2 separate regions of the Anser cygnoides genome follow, and region 2 is linked to region 1. Evidence: chromatin contacts called from public Hi-C data. All regions are on one chromosome and are shown on one strand. Each heading gives the region's core, a stretch centred on a gene start, on an enhancer-like site or on the middle of the called end of the contact. The rest is flanking DNA. Distances are from core to core; before and after follow the strand shown.

Region 1 (5,257 bases), core at 403-2,902:
ACTGGAGATTATTTATATGAGAAAATCAGTTCCTATAAGCGATGTATTTTTAAAATTTTGCTGAGAGAACTCTTCTCTTGGATTAAGGAGTTTTATCCTTAAAAAGAGGATAAAAAGCATCCTTAGGAGCAGTGTGTGGGCACCACTGCACAGAAGGAGAGCCTGTAGCAGACCTCATAGAGCACTGGTCCCCCCTGTCTCAGGATCATACTGCTTCTGGAGTATGATCTTTGTTTACATGGAACTTGGGCTGATAGCGTGCTTTTTTTTCTTTGTTTCAGTTGGTTGGTTCCACTTTCAGAGTAGTAGAGACTATCAATATTGTGCTTGTCTCCTAGTGGAGAGACTTTCCGAGGCAGACGGTTTTGCAGCGTGTCCTAAAGATGCTCAGACTCTGGGTTCGCCTGCTCTCTGCGTTGAGACCACTGCGTCGCCAGCTCCCCTCGACAGAGGAAGCTTTGTCTCTGGCCCCCGTGTGTTTCATCCTGGGCTTTGTGATCTGCATTTTCCCAGCGGGGCACAGCTGTCACGGTGACTCACAGACTGAAAATCACCCTTTGATGTAGCTGTGTCTCTAGCCATGTAGCATGTTCTCCAGTTCCTTGTCCAGTCTAGCTTTAAGTGATTCAAACACCACTCCTGTGAGCAAAATATTCCATAGTCTAGGCGACGGTGTTGCTATTCAGTCTGACTTCATTCCAGCCCACACTATTTCATGCCAGTCCCTCGTATTTACACACATCAAATATTTTAGGCAGTTATCATATCCTACCTTAGTCATGATTTTACTATATTGCATGCGTTCAACCTTTTTTCCTTTTTTTTTTTTTATAGTCAGTTTACCCAGAAGCCTGGCTACTTAGTTATTCCTTCCGTTATCAATAGGATAAATAGGATATCTGTCTATAAACAGATAGACATGTGGGGGAGGGAGGATTTTTTTTGAATCAAAAGTTTTTACAGAAATATTAAAATATACTGGTCAACATAATTTTTTTTCACTGAAAGGATTAAGAGTTGTTTTTAGATATGGAGCTTTGGTTCAAGATTATAACACTTGTGCAAATTTATGTTCCCCTTCCTCAGTGCAGACCTCCTTGCAGTGATTAGATTTGTATGATTTTAAAATTAGTTCATGACTTATATTGTTTTTTCCAAGGTCTTCAGTGGTGATTTAATTTAGCACATTTATGACTATGTGAAATTATTCATTATGCAGTTGACCTTATGCGTGACAATAAACTGCCCCTTTCCGACAATTGGCTTTTGGAGTGAAGTTAAGGCTGAAAGATGGATAAGCAGATAATACAGAAGAGACTGCTTGATTTTAAAGTGATATTAGGATGAAGTTCGAGTGCACAGAGGGGCTGGTGCAGGCTGCCCTGCATTTATTTCCTCTGTGTCCGGAACGTTAAGTGCTCGGTGTAGCAATGGTGCTTGCTATCGATGGGAATTGTTTAACAGCTGACCACGGTATAAAGTGGAAGGATGAGGGAAGGGACTGAAATAGCTGGGATAGGAAATTCCTGCAGAAAACAGAATAGGGAAGTAAAACCCAAAAGGCCTGAAAACGAGTGACTGGGGCAGATAGGGCTGCAGTAGCTGGAGGGAGTGGCTTCTCTCACTTTTCAATTAGTTCACTTTGCTCGGCTCTCACTGGTGGGAGTGATCTGATCACGAATGTAGACACCGTGATGCACAGTCCCATTCTGCAGTGTTATACATCACGTGGCCAAAAAAAAAAAAAAAAGTGATGCATTTTTTCTGTCCACAAAGACTTTTCTTTTTTCTTTTTCCTTCCCACTTTTTCAAACATTTCATTGTCAAATAAAAATTGCAATATTTTTTTCGAATGGTTGGGGAAATGCAATTTTCCAGGGGGTAGGAGGAGAAGCCAACTTTGCGGGCAGGGGGAGGGGAGGGACAACAAAGCACTTATTCTTCCCTCTCCCCTCCCCCAGCAGAGGGAGGAAGCAGAGGAGTGGTAGAAGTAGGAAGAAGAAAGGAATTAAAAAGTAAAGAAAACTTGAAAGTGGAGTAAGGAAAGGAATTTAAAGGGGAACTGTACACTTTTTAACAAATCTTTGGAATGAGGGCTAAATTCGGTGAGATAATGAAAACTCTGAATTTAGCAAGCCACTTGCTTTAATTTTAAGCATATGCCTTGTCCTGCTGCTATCAGTTTAGTTACTCCGATTTATTTCAATTGAAGGTGTGGCCTAAAGGTTTAGGATAAAACACAGATGAGAATATTTGTGCAACATCCTCACTGCTCATTTATCGGGGAGAGGTAAGTAACTTGGATAGTTTCACTCAAGAGGTTTCATAACCTTTAAGCTGGGTGTGTGCTGATTCAGTACGGTAACAGCCGTATTCAAAACGAGTTAAGCTTTTTGTGTTGCATGCCATTTTCTGAGGATTAGTCCAACCACCTGTTACTAAAACGTGAAACTCAATCAGAAAAGCAATTACATATCATTCCAGATGCGTACAGAAAGGCACACCTTGGCTGAAATAACTGCAGAACCAAGAACATTTTCATAGGAAACGCATCAGCTTTTGTCTCTCAACATGAAACGCTTCTGGCAGCTCTCACTGTGCGCCAGCTCTGCGTTTCTGTGATGATCGCACTGTGCCTTCATGCACACACATGTGCACGCACACACGTGCATGCACGCAAAGAAAGACTACTGCTCAGTGAGACTCCTGTTTGATCACAGTTGCACTGCTCAGGCTGTAGATAAGCAGAGATAAGCAAAGTGTACGTTACATGCTTGAATCATATGCCTTCCCAGCTGTAGATGTATGCGTAACACGGACAAAGGATATATAGCATTGACCGGGCTGCTGACTGGACAATCTTTCCTGATAGATTCTCATCAGTTAAATCTTGCTTTCAGATAGAGGAATCTTATTTATTTATTTATGTATTTATTATTGCTCTTGAATACAGCTGGCTTGAAAAGCAGGATTTCCAGTTTGCAGAAATTTCATTACTTTTGTTTTGTTTTGTTTCCTTGCTTGCTTTGAACATGTTGTTAGTCCTGGGACCATGGGTTTTCGACATTCTCCACAAACTGGGACCCCCAGGCTCTGCAGCCCCTCAGTGCCATTGACAAGACCAGAGGTGAAGGGGAAAGTCCTCAGCAGCTGCCCCGGCCGGGCTCAGTGCTTTGGGGACAGCCTGGGCTGGGCTAGTGGCCCTTCCTCAACCCCCACAATGTGTTCAGTAACGTGTTTCAGGCTTGGCAAATTGTGATTATCCAACAAAACTTTGTTTTGTCAGAAAATTTCTGACTGGCTTTACTTCTGAGTAACTTCCTTCATCTCACCCGAGAGAGTAAAAGGCTCAGTTTTCTTGGGGCAGGGAGTACATAAATAACTGATAATGCATGCCCAAAGTTCTCCCACTGGGATTAATAATAGTATATAAATATTTATAACAAAAGCAAGTTATCCTTGAATTAGATCTGGAGACAGCATTCACTTTTGAATGGAATTGAGCCTGCTGATACCAGATTTGTATTCGGGCCTGAATTTCTGTTCTGGGAACTATTAAAGCAAAGGCTGCTTGGCCTCATATGAATGCAGCTCAGTAACAGCACTTCTGAAAACTAAAACTGGAAAAGTTCCTCATTCCTTGTTCCTCATTACAGGGTAGAACACCGAGTTTTTGACAATGACCTGTAGAAACATAACTGCCTGTTTAGTAGCGGTGTTTGCAAACAACTTCAGAGCCGTTGTTCATTTGCTCAGCAGCTGTAACAATAGGTAGGTGGGTGAGAAAGCAGCAGCTACACGCTCTTCCTCGTTCACTCGCTGTGCTGCCAGCGCTGCATCAGCTGAGCACAAGAAGACGGTTTGCAACACTCAGTTGCTACTGGCTGTGGGGAGTCAGTTTTGCTCTTTTCTATTTCCTTAGCAGAGCAGGTTTGGGTTAAAAGAGGAAACAAAAATGTGCAGCCATTCCTCTCTGAAAACCAGACCTTAGCTCCCGGTGGTTCTTTTCTTTTCCTTTCAAAACATGAGCAAGATTAAAAATAAAGAAGTGTCAGTGTGCTAATGTTTCAGTTTCTAATCAGTTCACAAATGGCAGGAAATTAACTGGCTTTTCATGAACATCTGTTCCACTTCTGGCTTGAAAGGTTGGAGGCAAATGCTATCTGTCAAATTTAATAGTGAGCATCGGTAATAAATATACTTTTCATTTTTCATATACATACGCTCCCCCATTTCTCTATTAGCTATTCAGAATAGTACATTGTAGCCAAATGTGTTGTTTTCTTTATATTTTGGGGAGAAGTAATAAATGTTGTTAGTTAAAAGGATCATGAACTGCCTCAGAATAGGGATCAGAAAAAAAGTTGTGATTACAGTCCTGCAATGCTGTACACCTGCTGGATACATTAAGGGCTTGTATAACAACACTCATCCTGAGCTCTTTCCAAGTGAAATTTTCTATTTTGGAAACTTTATAATGGCTTGGGAATCAAAGTATTTATTTATTTATTTTAACTATTATTTATTTTAAAGAGACTTGAGGAACTAAAGGTCTTGTTGCTGCAGCAACGGTTTCTATGGGGATGTCATATCAAAGTAATTTTATTTAATTCACCTTTTGGTCCCTAGTATTCCCATACAGCCAGGTTCTCTGGGCTAAAGCAATAGTACTGTACAGGACAGGTGTAACCCATTTTGCACTGATCTTTGTTTTTCTTTTTTCTTTTTTTTTTTTTTTTTTTTTTGAGGCTGGTAGGATTTAATGACCATCTAACCACTCTAGCTGTTAGCTCGTGCCCTGGGAGGGGACTTTGCTAACACTGCCTTGCCTCACACTGGGACTGGAATGCCTGCACATTATGCTCCTTTCAGTGCTGTTGGTACTGTGTACTAGATATTGTCTCTTAATTTAAAAAAACCTGACAAGCATCCAGGATTTCTTGTTCACTACTGTTGGGTGATAGGGAATTCGCAAAGCTGGAATCATGCGTGGTTTGTAACAGCTGTGCTTTTCTTGGCTCCCTGAAGATGAGGACTTGAATTTCTTGATCGAAGAGACACAGGGATATCTACACTATACGCTTGTAGAACTGATTACTCCTCAAGTTGGTTTCAGTACCAGTTCAAAGAAAAGTTGCTCTGGAGAGCAACTTTTATGCTAAGTAAAAACGCAAGTAATGCTGGGTTTTGAGCAATCCATAGCTGAAATAGAGAATGACAGCCTAGATAATGCAACAAATGGTCAGAAAAACACCAA
Region 2 (5,032 bases), core at 1,666-4,165, 87 kb after region 1:
ACATTAGGAGTTTGGGGACTGAAACCAAACATTTCAGCTTTCAGCAATGTTATTTTATTTTTTTCTGTCCTTATGGAGGAGATTATCACAATTTTGGGCTTGCTGCCTGGTTCCAAAGTCTAGTTTGGAGTGAGGTTTAATATTGCAAGATCGTGTAGTAACATATAGTGCAGTACAGTAAACACAGGTCTGTTAGTCCTTCCTGTGCTTTTGTTGTCGAAGTTTTTACTTCATGCATAATACATCAATTGCTGAAGCTTCTCCAGAAAGGCAGCAAATGTCCTCAACCCAAGGCAAACAGAGGGAGAAGAAAATCTAAGATTTATTTTTACAAGTTGCCCCTTGCCTCATATCAAACATTTCCAGTGCCATGAGCATAAATCATGGGGGTCACTGTGGCTAATCTGTAAAAATAAATTGGATGTTTTCATTTCAGTCATGTAATGTGATATTATATGATGCATTCTGAGGAAAAAAAAAAGACGAAAATTTAAAGGTATGAGCTTATATATATATATATATATTTTTTTTTTTTTATGAAAGGTTTTTTTTTTCCCTGTTTTCCACAGTGGTATCCTATCTCAGTGGATAAAAACCATACAGCTGCTGTGTTCTCTGTTAAATCATGTTTACAATCACCCAGAGTCCTGGCTCCAGTGGAGCGCCCCTTGATTTTAAGGAGGCCAATATATTTCACCTGGAAAAGTAGACTCTTAAAAAGAGGTGAAAAACAAAAGGGGAGGAGAAGCAATGGGTGTTGATATGTCACGAGAGCAAGAAATATTGTAAAATATGACTCAGTGAGTCTTTTAGGTGACTGAGTTAAGATGTTAAGAGCAAAGCACAAGGGTTCTTTTGTTTGTTTCTTTGTTTAAAGTTTGCGGGCACTCAAGTTAATTCTTCAATATAAGGACATTTAAAATGCTGAAATGGGAAGACAGTAGCCAGACTACACTTTTAACAGTCATGATTTTCAAGGGTCATGTGATTGAGAGCACTGGTGGTAGCAAACCTGGTAGCTCACACCCATTTCCAGGGAGATTCTACTTTGTTCTTTTTGCCATGCTGCCATTTGCAGGAAATCGATACCAAAATAAATGTAAGTGGCAAGTCCCACTGAAGAGCAGGGACCCACTCCCATGCTTAAACTTGGGAGTGTTTGTGGGATCAGGTTTGGTCACATAGTACAAATTAGTGTGCAGCAACTTACAAAGAAATGTGAAGCTCTTGCAATACAGTGGAATATTTTGCATGCATGCATAAACACTTCGCTCGGATACATGATACTGTAAAAATCACACTTAAAAAAAAAAAAAAACAACTAAAAATGCTCATTGTGCAACAAGCACTGTATTGGTTTCTTCCTGTATCAATCATCAGGAGGACCAAGACCTAAAAACTTATAACCTAACCTGTAAAGAAGCAGACTGAGGCCACCCCCCATGGTCTCGGTTCACACAGCTGATCCAGAGGTATTTTAACCTTCAGGAAACTAGTAAGGGTGTGCCACCTCCCTTTATGACTAGTTGAAGGTCTTAGATATTGAAATTTTAAAAGTTTGGCCTCATGTGTTGTGGTCTTCTTTTCATTAAAAGAATTCCGCTTCAAGTTAGTGTGATGTAAGATTCACATTTGTCAATAAAGATAATTCATCTTCCAGAAGTGTGTTGTAAGTAATATTGCCACATTTTGTAATGTTTTTGATTAATCTTTATTTGCCATATAAGTGACCTAAATTTCAGCCTGAGCACTGTTGTTCTTTTCAGTCTGGGAGAACAGTTTGAAAAAAGCTTTGTTTGTTTGTTTGTTTTTAATGTAAAAACAAAACAAACATAAAATTTTAGTTTAGTATAATTTTAGAAATGTCCTCCATTCAGTCAGGATGATTTTATGTGGAAGCAAATAAGCTCCTGGGTGTGATCTCAGCCTACTGATGTGAACTAACCTGACTTTAACAGGTCTCAGTGTGTCTTTGGGAGAAAAACAGGAGGAGAGGCCACATGGAAACCTCGCCTCTTTCTTATCCCATTTACTTGTAGAAGGTGCTAACCTCAGGTCTAGCAGAGATTAAGCACTTTGCTAACAGTATTACATGTTTAATTTAACTCCTAAGAAGCTCAGTGGTTCCAGCTGGAATACCTAAAAACTTTTACAATGAATACTGAACTATTATAGTGAATCTTCTTACAGTGAAGATTTTTTAACTCTTATAATTGTTTCTCTGCTGCGTTTAATTCCACTTTAGTGCCCATACCTTTAGAGAAGTAACACTATGCCAGACTCAACAGCTGAGTGCTTATGACCATAGATACATAGAATATATGAATTAATTTGTTGTTGTTTGTTTGTCTGTTTTTAAACCTACACTTTTTCCCTGATTTTAGGCTGCAAGTGCTCGCCAATCTATGAGGAGAGCTGACACAAACTGCTATCTTTTTCTGGTTTTCCCCTCATGGCCAGTACCTCCACGTGCTGGTCGCGTTTATTATTCACTTTACTGTACTCTTTATTTATTATTCACTTTACTGTAGTCTTTATGTATATGTTTATTAAGCAAACTACTCCGCAGTAGTCGGAGGCCACCGGGGCTCCAGCGGCGTGCCACCACGAGCCGGCCCAAGCCGTTTCGCCCCACCGGGGCCCACAAAAGCCCACTGATGGCGGCCCCTTCCGAGGCGTATGGCCGTATTTACATTTACAAAGAGGCGGCCGATGGGGCCCCGGGGGCGGAATTGCGGCCCCGGCCCCGTGCCCCACAAAGGCCGGCTCGGCCCCACACCAGGGGCAGCCACCGGCGGCGCTCCGGGGCCCAACGGCTCCTCAAGGGAGCCGCGGGGGGGGGGGGGGGGGGGGCACTGCCGGGCCTCCCCGCTCCTCACGGCCGGCCCCGGGCCGGGGGAAGGCGGGGAAGGGAAGAAGAGAAAGGAGGGGAAGGGAGGCGAGGGGCAGGGCCTGCCGTGAGGGCGGAGCGGGCGGCCGGGGGCTGCCCGAGCAACAGCTGCGGCGGGAGCGGTTTACAAACAGTGCCCCGAACGCCAGCGCCGCCGCCGAGTCCGGGCTCCGGCGACACCGCGGGCGGCCGCCCCCGCTCCCCTCCGTCCCTCCTTGCCCCCACCTCAGGATGCCGGCCGGGGAGGCGGCTCAGGCGCAGGTGAGGGAGGGCTGAGGGTCGGCTGCAGTGAAGGGGGGCTCCCCTCCGGACCCCCCCCCCCCCATCCCCTCGTGTCCCCCCCTACTCATCCGCTCACGGGAGGGGAGCCGCAGCCCCTTCCCCGCGGAGCTGGTCCCCGCGTGATGGAGGGAGGCGGTGGTGAGGGGCAGCACCCCCGCAGGGGGGTCCCCGCTTTGTGAGGGGCTGGGGGGGCCCCCTCGCGGCTGTCCCGGAGCTTGGAGGGTGTGTGTGTGTGTGGAGGGGGGAGGCTGAGGAGGAAGGGCAGGTGAGGGGGGGGGGGCAGGTGAGAGGCGGCGGAGCAGCAGCAGGTAACGAGCCCCTCCCTGGGGGCGGTGGGGGGCGAGCGCAGCCCTTCCCAGCCTCCCTGCCTCCCTCCCAGCCTCCCTCCTTCCCTCCCAGCCTCCCTCCGGTGCCTCCCCGCCGTGCCCGGCTCCCTCCTTCGCCCGCCCCGGGGTCGCCTCCCCCCTGCGCCCCCCGCGGCCAGGAGGTGTCCCCAGGTCCCGCTGCGGCCCCTGCCCCTTCCCTTCCTGCCTCCCCGGGGCTCTCCCAGCGCCGAGGCTGGGCTCTGGGGGCTCCTCTGGGCTCGGGGGGAGCAGGGGGCACCCGCTTCTTTGTGAGCCCGAGATGGTCCTGGAGGAAGGATTTGGAGTAAGTGGCTCGTGGGGCCGGGGATGGGGGGGTTAATGAAAAGTTTATCGATCCGTTTTGCCATTTTTATTTTTTTTTCGTTTTCCTCTCCTAAAGGCTAAACCCTCCTAATTTCTCAGGCATCGTGTTTCTTCTCTTTTTTTTTTTTTTTTTTGAAGAGGAATAGGAAGTTTAGAAAATAAATAAATAAGCCCCAACTGACTTCTTAGGCAACAAAGACGTTGCCAAGCGAGGACAATAAAATTCTAGAATATCTAGAGATTGAATTTCACTCCTGCTCCGTGATACCCGCCGGACTTTCTGTTCCTGGGGGTGGAGGGGGGGGGTGTTTGTTTGTTTCCCACACAGAAAACCTGCAGCCAGAGTGAGCTGTGTGTGTACTCTAATGAGCCATCCCATAAACGTGCTGTGTGACTCCCAGTAAGTATCTGAATTGAAGTGTAATAGTTTTGAAGTGGCGGTGAACAACAATCTTTATGCTGTGTTATTGATCTGCTGATGAAAGGCGTTTGGATCTGAAAGGGGTTTAGTTTAGGGTTTTTGTGTGCTTAAAGGTTTTTTTTTTTTTTTTAAGGCAACAACACTTTTTTTTTTTTCCTCTTTCTGAAATGACCTTGAGAGCTTTAAAACTCCATCAGTTTCTACCCAGTGGCTTTGAGGGGAAGGCAGTAGCAGAAGCATCTAGTGAAAATCGAAAATAGAAATAGGAACTGAAGTAGGTGCAGTGAAATGTTTTCTTATAGAAGTATGTGAAAAGGGAAGTTTTTGTAAGAATGTGTGAAAAAGAAGAGAGGGAAATAACGCAGTTTCAGATGCAACGAGAGAGCGAGCATATCATTCTTCACATTTTATTAGGCCCTGAGCTGCAGGACTGATACGATCTGGAAGACACCGAAATAAAACGCCTAACTACAAGTTGAATAGCAGGCATTGACTTGCTGACCAGGGCTTACATGCTCCTTGCTTGGGGGGGGCTGGCTCTGCCTCTGCAAAGGTATCGGAGCACCGAGCTATGACAATGGCTTGCGAGCGCTTTCACGCCATGTTTTATTGCTCCTAGGAGCTCCCACTGCCTGTAGGTTTGGGAACACGGCTGAGACTTTAATTCGGGATGTCCACCCCAATGTTCAAGCGTTTCCTGGGATAACACAGAAGGACGGTTTTACATCAGGAGGATAAGCTGCATTCTTTGGCAGAGGGGGAGGGCAGGGG

What was found. A called contact is a pair of places that touch in the nucleus more often than the background predicts.
Region 2: a Hi-C map of liver shows a contact between it and region 1, with 1.5 times the contacts expected there. The contact joins the promoter of ZNF217 here to the enhancer-like site in region 1. A contact is called at or near these places in 3 of 7 Hi-C or Micro-C datasets (fetal liver, granulosa cells and liver).

What each region holds. Positions count from the first base shown.
Region 1 is chr16:7,203,824-7,209,080 of Taihu_goose_T2T_genome, forward strand. No RefSeq gene overlaps it. Among named protein-coding and RNA genes, the nearest start is that of BCAS1, 70 kb to the left of the region's middle. Within about 2 kb of position 1,653, at least 2 of the 3 cell types and tissues checked have open chromatin away from gene starts, as enhancers often do. A contact at or near this core is called in liver, where this site is marked.
Region 2 is chr16:7,289,840-7,294,871 of Taihu_goose_T2T_genome, forward strand. It overlaps ZNF217 (zinc finger protein 217), which reads left to right and starts at 2,916. Exons shown (of 6, transcript XM_048072562.2): 1 at 2,916-3,151.